3 separate regions of the Zea mays genome follow, and all the other regions are linked to region 3. Evidence: chromatin contacts called from public Hi-C data. All regions are on one chromosome and are shown on one strand. The core of a region is the stretch at or near the end of the contact, and the rest is flanking DNA. Distances in the headings are between cores, read along the strand shown.

Region 1 (3,164 bases), core at 551-3,050, 290 kb after region 3:
TGACCCGGGGGGATGTGAGTACATCATGGGTGAGCTCACATACGTTCATCGCTCAACAAGTTGTGGGGAATAATGTGCATGAACTCACCAAAGGTGGGAGCTCAAGTGAAGTGTAAGGCTTATCAAAGGAGATGATTAAAGTTGAGCATTGCTTTTAGAGTTGGTCGAAATTTTATTAGCAGTTACTAAGTATAAGTAGATACTAACCCAATTAAATGAGAGATCACAATTAATAATAACACCCGCGATGCAATGCATATGATAGATTAAGTTCAGTTCCATAAATTAATCATGTGAGTGTCCGAGCTGCTCATGACCGTGAGCACGACTGATATACCAGTTTTACACTCTGCAGAGGTTGCACATCTTTACCCACAAGTCGCGTATCCCGTCTAGCCAGGGTTTGCAAGGCCCTTAGACACTTCCGAGGTGAATGGCTAGGGATCCACTACGAGGCCTTTACAAAGTTCCACTAGCTTCAGAAAACCCGCTACGAGAAGGACAATATAGCAATCCCTCGTCCAAAAAGCCATCGCAGCATGATCGACCGGAGAACCTCCCTATACGCAGCTCCTCTACCACCCTTGCCCCTTTCGGGTAAGGTAGTCCTCCACTAGCTTTCCTAATTAGTCAGCCAAGGGCATCCCATACCACCCTTGTTGTAGCACTATTTTTCGGGTGGTTCTCCATGTTCCAATTAACATAATGATCTTATCATGAACAATAATCAACAACAACAGAATTGGAACATGAACATAATATAACATTAATTTCCCAAAACCAGTTAGAGCAATAGCAAAACTACCCAATAATTTGTTTATCTGCAAGGTGTGGGATAAACAATGCTAGGGAAACCTATTAGGTCCCTTCAAATTAACCTGAGCATGTCATAGTGATTAGCAAGAACATTATTGGGTAAAGAAAAGTGATCAAGGGCACTACTTGCCTGTGACTCAAGATTCTAGGTACCAAGTCGATCTTCAAATTCTCGTGACCTCACCACTATTGGTAGCAATACATACAAATAGACAAGAATCACATAAAAATAACAGTACACCCGACATGAGAGCAAACAACGTAAAATATTCTACGTGATGCTATGAGATCGTAGGTTTGAGAACCACAAAATCCGGAGTTACGGTTAAAGAGTTATCATGTTCAGAAGATTTATGTGATTAAATATTAAACTATGTTATCTTGACTAGTATAACCCATGTGGGTAAGTGCACTCTAAATAAATCACTAATTTAACTTTAATCTACGTTATAACTTGATTAGATTAAGATTATAATTATGGACAAATTAACTTTGATTAGTGAGATAAATCTACTACTCATAGGTTGAACAAAATTCTAATTATAAAAGTATGTGATATGACACGATTAATGCTACTACTGCGTAGGCAATTTTATCACAAAACTATCGCAACTCGAACGGGTTGAAACGGAGTTAAAATGAGAGAGTTATGATTTTTTAACACTAGAAATCATCTATATTTATTTTTGAGTTTCTCGAATACCTGGAGGGTGGATTCCATTTTTAGGAAAGTCCAGGGCTCTAACTACAAAAACTAGGACCTATTTGTATTGATCTACTCACTAGACTTGACTGCGGGTTGATTTAATGGAAAACCGAGGGCTCTTTTGTAACTGTTTCACGGCTGAAAGGGTGTCCTTAATTCCCAGCCGCCCGATCTAAAACCAACGACACAGATTAGATCCCCAAGACTCTGAATCGGTATGCATCCCTATCCACAGGATCTGAAAGCAACGGTCCTGATTCTATTACGGCTACACCTCATCACGCCCACCCGATCTCACATCAACGCACAGATCTGAGCACCGCAGAGATGCAACAAGTTTTAATCTCAGCCCTACGCTAGTCATTCAATCCAGCGAACAAGTATGCTGGATTTGATCTCATCCACCGGTCATGCATCCGACGACTATTCTACCCATCACCCTCATCTCCCTCATCTTCCGGACTGAAGCCACTACAACGACGCCCAGCTCCAGTACGGACGTGCCATGGCCGAGACCTAGCTACACATTACTGAGACTGAAGCGAGTAGGTCTAGGGCACACTTACCCGTAGTTAGGACGCTGAGGTACCCCGAACACGGGTGGGGGCGGATTTGTGGCGGCAGAACTGCACCGTCAAGAAATTCGTGACTGCCTGGTTATCATTCCCTCCTGATTGAGCTACGAACTTCATCAAGGCTCCCCAATGGCACACCTAGGCCCTCCTTCGACCCCCCAGACAACACCCACAAAGGAGGACCCCGGCGGCGGACCCCAGACCTATACGGTGGCTCTGATTTCTCTCTGGTCTACCATCTACGGCCAAGGGAGCATGGGCATGAATCTTATACTCAGGTTGGGAATTACAACCACTCCCAACGACCTGCGATTTGCCAGGGATTTTGATGCGGATGCATGCGGGACGAGCTCGCCACTGGCCCATAACCGAGCCAAGCGAGGAGACGCCACCAACAAGGGCCCACGTGCAAGAGACTAGGCGATGGTAGCATGTGCGTGGAGCTGAGGCTGTTGTGTGGGGCCCACGACGTCAGTGACCAAGGGCGTGTGAGTCTGGTTGGCAGTGAGGCTGACGAGTGGGACCCATCCGTCGGTGCCCAAGTTTAGCGCAGACACATAGGGGTTATGGGCTGGTGGGGTTAAGCTAGGATGGGTCAGAAGAAGTGAAGGGGAGCTGGGCCGGGAGGGGGATTTCGGCCCACGAAGCGTAGGTAGTTTTTTTCTCTTTTCTGTTTCTTAATTTCTGTTTTGTTTTCGATTTTCAATTTCAATTTAGGTCTAGGTTTTGAATTTCAAGCTCCAATTTAGATGCAACAAACAAAATAATCCCAGCATGATGTAATAATATTTTATTATTTAGAATAATACTGATGCTTAATTCATGAGAGAGAAAAATAAAATAATTCACTCATATCAACAATTGAAAACCTTTATGTTTATTAAAAGATTTTCACTTTTAACTTCTAGTTTTGAGACCCAAATCTAACTTTGACAATTCAAAATTTAATATTGCCATTTACTTATTTTCAAGAAATATTTCTAAGTTAATAAAATCCTTATTAACGACATTTATTTAGACCTTAGAAAATGTTTTTAATAAACCCAAAATAAGATTGTGGGTGTTTA
Region 2 (3,021 bases), core at 269-2,768, 390 kb before region 3:
TTACAATTTCTTGGTACTTTGGGCCCTAATGATGGATACACAAGCAAAGGAAGTATAAGAGGCTAGCAGAATGAGCTGTTCAAAATCTGCAGGGTAGTTAGCATCATATTGGAGAAAACTGTGCACACCTTTACTTTATCCAATATGACCAGAGGCCCAGCAACACCAGATACAGTCCTGTACTCTGCACAGGTACACAGGTAAATTACTAACTACTAACTAGTACATGTCACCTTTGTAACGTAGCCCAAAAAGCATGATTTCAAACAGGCATACACCTTCCACAAAAGAAGCCCAAGGTATGCACTTTGATCAGCAAATTTCTGTTACCCATATAACACAAAAGAAGTCTTATATTTATAATGGCAGTGGCATGTGTCAATGGCTCAATGCAGGCATGCAGACCAATACATCGAAGATTCAGTAATTGGTAATTCATGAAGCCTCCACATTGGATGTGACATGAATCACAATTCCCGAAAAGCAATACATGCAAATAGATGAACTAATTTTAAACTAAAAGTGTGATCTAGCAAGTGTGCCAGACCTGAAACTAGTTACATAGTTGAAACAGCAAATCTACAAGCTAAACTAGATGCATCCTGTTGCACTATTGTAGTATGGTTTAACAAAAGCCTTGTGAAGTGAGTTGATGTATTGTTAGGAGAATCTACAGTGTTATATACTAATACCATGCGTTTATAAAATCCAAAGCATTGGTAATGCAACCAAGCTATAAGCTAGCCGATGACCCAATATATTGTCTCATAGCTTAGGATCATTTATAAGCAATGTGTTTGTCTCCTCAAAGTGCAAATCATCACTACATATCCACGCTAGGATGCTAGTACCAGTGATGCATCGGTATGACTATGCGACACATCAACAGCTGAAAGGATAAATACTAAACATCCTAAGGAATACTGCGCGCGAGCTTGGATCTCGTCGCTAGTAACTCACCCATGCCGATCTCAAGGGTTCCCTCCTCCATGTCGATGCCTTCCTTCACCAGGCCCATGCTGAAAAACCTGGCAACAGCCAGCCACGCCATCAGAACCGAGAAAAAGGAGCGGAGCTGATCCGAGTTACCCCAATCCACACAGATCACTCTGACTATCCGATCCACCAGAAATTGTAGAGAGATCAGCAATCCAAACAAATCGGCAACAGACAGAGTAAAACCGCAGCCGCTGTTGCTGAACGGAAGAGGGAGAAAGTGCGGAGGCAGGCTGGGCACAGATCAGAGAGTGTTTCGGCGGTGGGCGTGGCCGCCCTCGTGTCGCCCAGTAGGGACAACCCGAGCGATGGATTGCCGGAGGAGGAGCGGGGGTGGAGATGAGATTGCGGGGCCGGAAGAAGGCGTACCTGGATCTGGATCGCGCCGCGGAGAGGCTACGCTGCGGAGTTGGGAAGGAACGTGCGAGACGGGAGGAGGTGGCAGATCGGATAGGCGAGGCGACGGCACGGGTGGAGGGAAGGAGAGGTGGGGAGGAGACGTGCAATTAATGCCCAAAATTATAACCAGAGAGGGGCAGACGGACGTTTTGCGTCTTTGCCCTGAACGATTACGGAATTTTCGGCATTGAATCCCAAACCGCCGTCCGATATCAAACGTTAACTAGATTTATAAATAAGTATTATTAATATTTATATCTCTAAATAATTTTATTATAAACTAGACTTAAAATCTATCTAATGATATTAATACTATATTATAATTATTAATATTCCTTTTTTAATATGATTTTCGAGCCAGCACTACGAACCGAGGCTATGGCCCAAACACTGCATGACACTCGTGACGGGTTGGCCCAATCACTGTTAAATTGGTCGTGCCTCGGGCCGGCTTGCTAGACACTTCTCATTTAGTCATTTATACCTCCGCACGATAATGATGGTCCTCGCCTCAGTTGCCACCACCTCGTCCATCATTCTACTTCTTTTCTCTCTCCTGCCATGCCTCTATCTCCGCGCCACACCATTCTCGGCAGAGGGCGTAGGAGCAGGTGCCTCCTCCCTGTATTCGTCCAACGTCAGCCCCGACATCGACTCGCGCAGTGGCTATTGCACGTCCACGAGGACATTTCACATCATGCGTGCACCATCGTTTTCGCCGTCGTCGGACGTCTCGTTCGTCTTCCCGGCCTTCGCCCTGTTCTTCCTCCCAACCTGTTGCCCCTGCCCACGGTCGTAGCCACAAGCCGACCGACGCTCGTCGACGCGGATACAGGGTGAGTCGGTCATGCTCCTGGCCTTTCTTCGTGCGTGCCGTCGAGTAGGACATGGTGGTGCCTGTCACGCTTAGGTTATTCTAGCGATGAGGAGTCCAGGTCTGAGATATTGGACAACTAAGGTCATAGTGTGGCAGGAGTCGACATATGCTACGGAGTTGGTGGTGGTATTGTGTCGCTTCGGCGGGTACAAGGCTGGGAAGACACTCGCATTCTCTCGCCCTTTTCGGACTGACGCCTGGTGCGGGTGTCTCTTGGTTTGGAGCTGCTCCGGTTGGGCTTCTTTCTCTGCTTGTGTGCTCTCTCCCTATATATCTAGCGGTATACAACCTATGTCGACTCCAGATGCCCAGGTCTTCGTCGTGTCCTTCTCTGGCAACGAACAGGTATGCCCGCCTCTTCTCTTCCCCTCCTGCTCTACGAAACCTTAGAAGTGGGGACGCGAGGGATGGGGGTCTCTGATTTGCTGCCTATGGTACCCGTGGTTCATAAAAAATATTATGTGAAGAGTGGAGACAACTAATAAAAAATCTTGAGATCTTTTTGGTGGATAATTTACGTGGGTATTGTTGTGAGCCGTCGCAACTAGGGCTGGAAAAAAAAAGCTCGAGGCTCGCGAGCCGGCTCGGGCTCGATCAGGCTCGGCTCGGTGAGGCTCGCGAGCCTAAACGAGCCCAAGTCGAGCCTAATTCCGCGGCTCGCTACACTAACGAGCCGAGCCGGCTCGGTGAGGCTCGCGAGCCGGCTCGAGGCTCGGTCCAAACTACTGCTTACTCGTATCTCCGTTGAC
Region 3 (3,063 bases), core at 379-2,878:
TCGGGTAAGACTTGCGAAAGTACACTCCGTACTCAGGGTTTTCGAACCCATGTTATTGTAGGTGAGGAAACAACAGAGTTTTGCTATTTCTATTCAAAGGTGATACCAAAGGAGGAGCTCCAATAGTGAAGTTGGTCGCGGGAGGATGTTTGCCTCCCACCTTGAAACAATAAACTTTTGTACGGGAGGGTGTTTTGCCTCCCTAGTTTGTAATAATACTTTATGCTCTCTTAATACCCTGGTATTGTAATAATAATACTGTCTCTATATATTTTATGAATGTAAATTAAGTTATTGTAATCTGCTTCTGCTTATCCTTTCCTCCGATGTGATGTAATATCTACGTGACAGGTGAAGCGCTCTTGGGCGAAATGATGAGGATACAGTTACCGAACTTGTCGAGTGATTATTTGCATCTACAGGGTTGTCTAAGGTCCTTAGGACAAGGATAACTGTAGGTGGGCCTAATACCTTGGGAGGTTCCGTCACAGCAAATTGTTTTAGTTGCTAACTATGTTTGTCTAAGTGCTAGGGAACCTCTCAAGAAGAGCCAAAAGAAGTTGAGTAGTTTGGCTCAAAAGAGCTAAACATGGGCAAGTCTAGGACTCACCAGACTGTTCGATGAAGCATACAAAAGGTGCAGGTCCCGGGAATTTTAATTATAAAATTCTCTGGACAGTGAAAAGTGCACTGTCCGGTGCACCAGACATCAACTCCAACGACTCTCTCCAAGGGCGGGTGCCAGTCGCCAACGGCTAGCTGATGTGGCCGCTGTCTAGTGGCACACCAGACTATCTAGTGACATGTTGGAAAAGTAAACCGACCAATCAGATCGTGGGGCTACCGTTGCTGGTCAGAAATCCTGTGGCGCACCGGAGTGTCCGGTGAGCCCACAGATAGGGAAGTTTTCCAGCTTCCTTGTGGAGAAGGCAACGACTCCTAGGCCTCTTGGGCTATAAAAGGAGCCGCTAGGCGCCTTCTTCTGGTACCTCAAGCATCACAAGTGCACACTACAACTTCTAGACTCCGCGACCATGTTGTTCAATGATTTGAGAGAGATTTGAGCGCATTTTTGGGCTGTTACCTTGTCGTTTTGTTGTTGCGCTCATGTCTTTGCTTTGGTGCATGTTGTTGTTGCATTATGTACTTGTGTGTGTGTTCTTACTCCCGCCCTTACTTTGATTTTGGATTGTGATCATCTTGTGTAAGGCGTGAGTGACTCCAACTTGTGTAGATTCCTCACAAACAGGTTGAGATATAAGGAAGAATATCGTGTCACTCAAATTTGATCTTTGGATCACATGAGAGGGGTTGAGTGGAACCCTTGAGCAAAGGAGGTCATCACAATGTGGAGTAGGCTTTGGCCGAACCACGGGGAAAAATGTCGTGTCCCTTGTCCACTTTACTTTACTGTGATTTCTGTCTTCCTTGGTGCTTATACTTAACTTACATATTTCTCCTAGTTTAATACACATCTCAAGAGAGCAACCAAGTGAAGACTCTATTTTTCTCTCTTCTTCTCATTCAATCTTGGTTTTAATTTACACTAACACCTTTTATAGACCAAGTTTGTGTTGTTTGAAATAAGTTTTGCATGATCACCTATTCACCCCCTCTAGGTGCTCTCAATAAAGAATGCTTACATCCTTCTATTTTTTCAGTATTAAATCAGAGATTACATTTGTACCTTTGGCTTTGCGAAGCTTATAATACGAAGGAAGAATTGTAGCTTCGTAGATGGGAACAATCAACTCTTTCTCTGATGAGAAGATCCCTAAATGCATAGCACTATTCCTCTATTTATAGGCGCAGAGTACATTCTTTGGTAAAATTACATTTGCATCCTTAAGCCTATATATTTCAACTATTTAACATGGCAGGGGTAAGGATGTCTATTCCTTTCGTTAGCTTGGCGAACGGACCCGAGGAGACTTGCTTTGGCTTTCTCTGGCTTTGTCCCTGGTCCCTTTGTGATGGCAACCCAAAGCTTGTACATTTGCCTTTAATCAATTCACCAAAGAAGCTTTTGGCAGAGGTACCTATAATACTTAGAAATAGTTCAGAAGACAACCATTATCTTAGTGTTTTGAGGACCTTCAAAAGAAAGAGACCCCCAAAAGTAGCCCCTTGCGGTATTAGTTCGTTTTTTTGCAACAAGCTCAGATCCCGAAACAAATGAAGGTCATGTGCCGAAGGTATGAAAAACACCTTCTCCGAGCTTAATAACGAACAATGAAAGTGATTCGTAAGAGTCAATGTGGGACCCATTTATAACGTGGCTTGCTGAAATTATAAACGGCCAGCAAAGCGCAAGCGCCGGCGAGCTGAGCATCCATGACGGACGACAGCAGGATCGATCGATTGCGCACAAAGGTGGGTGGCTCGGTGAGCAAGTCTATGGACGAACGCAGGGGTGAGATTGAGCAGGTGGAGGCGCTGTCCATGATTTACCGAGGCCAAGCGCGACGAGGGGCGAGCTGGGCACTGAGCAGAGGTCGAGCTGGATGGAGCCGCCACGGGAGGGGCAGGGAAGAAATACCACGACGCGAAGGGAAGGAGGCCTCGGCACGGCGGCCAAGGCCGGACAGACAGCAGGGGCGCGGTTTGGCGAGGGAGGAGCTCGGTCGGGCGCCATGGGGCGAGCTCGCTGCGCGGAGGTCCGACGAGCTAAAGCCGGGCGCGATGGACGGCGCGGGAAATTGAGGGAGGTTTGCCAAGGGGAGAGAGGAGGGAGCGGCTGGGCGGGCACCAATAGGGAAGAAGACGCGCCAGGGAGCTGCGCACGCGGCAAGCAGAGAGGGAGGAAGATGGGCACGCGACCATGGAAGCAGGGCGTGGCCAGGCGAGCAGAAAGCCGCACGAGGAAGCAGAGCGCGCGTAGGGGTGATGGGCAGGGCGGAGATCGAATTCGGGCGAGCAAGGAGCAGCGGCTGGACTGGAGTAGGGAGATGCGCGCGCGCAGGGAGCTTCGACGACGGCGACTACCGGTGAACTCCATGACCGGGAGGATGCGGCGTCCAAGAGCTTACGCTGGGAGAGAGACGTGCCATGGCGACGAGCTGG

What was found. A called contact is a pair of places that touch in the nucleus more often than the background predicts.
Region 1: a Hi-C map of seedling shows a contact between it and region 3, with 4 times the contacts expected there. The contact joins the enhancer-like site here to the promoter of LOC100384339 in region 3. A contact is called at or near these places in 2 of 25 Hi-C or Micro-C datasets (leaf and seedling).
Region 2: a contact with region 3 is called in a Hi-C map of leaf, with 2.3 times the contacts expected there. The contact joins the promoter of LOC100286306 here to the promoter of LOC100384339 in region 3. A contact is called at or near these places in 2 of 25 Hi-C or Micro-C datasets (leaf and tassel).

What each region holds. Positions count from the first base shown.
Region 1 is chr9:84,220,156-84,223,319 of Zm-B73-REFERENCE-NAM-5.0, forward strand. No RefSeq gene overlaps it. Among protein-coding and RNA genes, the nearest start is that of LOC103638616, 90 kb to the right of the region's middle. Within about 2 kb of position 1,801, at least 2 of the 20 cell types and tissues checked have an H3K27ac peak or open chromatin away from gene starts, as enhancers often do. A contact at or near this core is called in seedling, where this site is marked.
Region 2 is chr9:83,540,468-83,543,488 of Zm-B73-REFERENCE-NAM-5.0, forward strand. It overlaps LOC100286306 (vacuolar ATP synthase subunit B), which reads right to left and starts at 1,519. Exons shown (of 15, transcript NM_001159193.2): 1 at 1,366-1,519; 2 at 961-1,028; 3 at 129-184; 4 at 1-25. The coding sequence starts at 1,018.
Region 3 is chr9:83,932,166-83,935,228 of Zm-B73-REFERENCE-NAM-5.0, forward strand. It overlaps LOC100384339, which reads left to right and starts at 1,629. Exons shown (of 1, transcript NM_001176890.1): 1 at 1,629-3,063. The coding sequence starts at 2,505.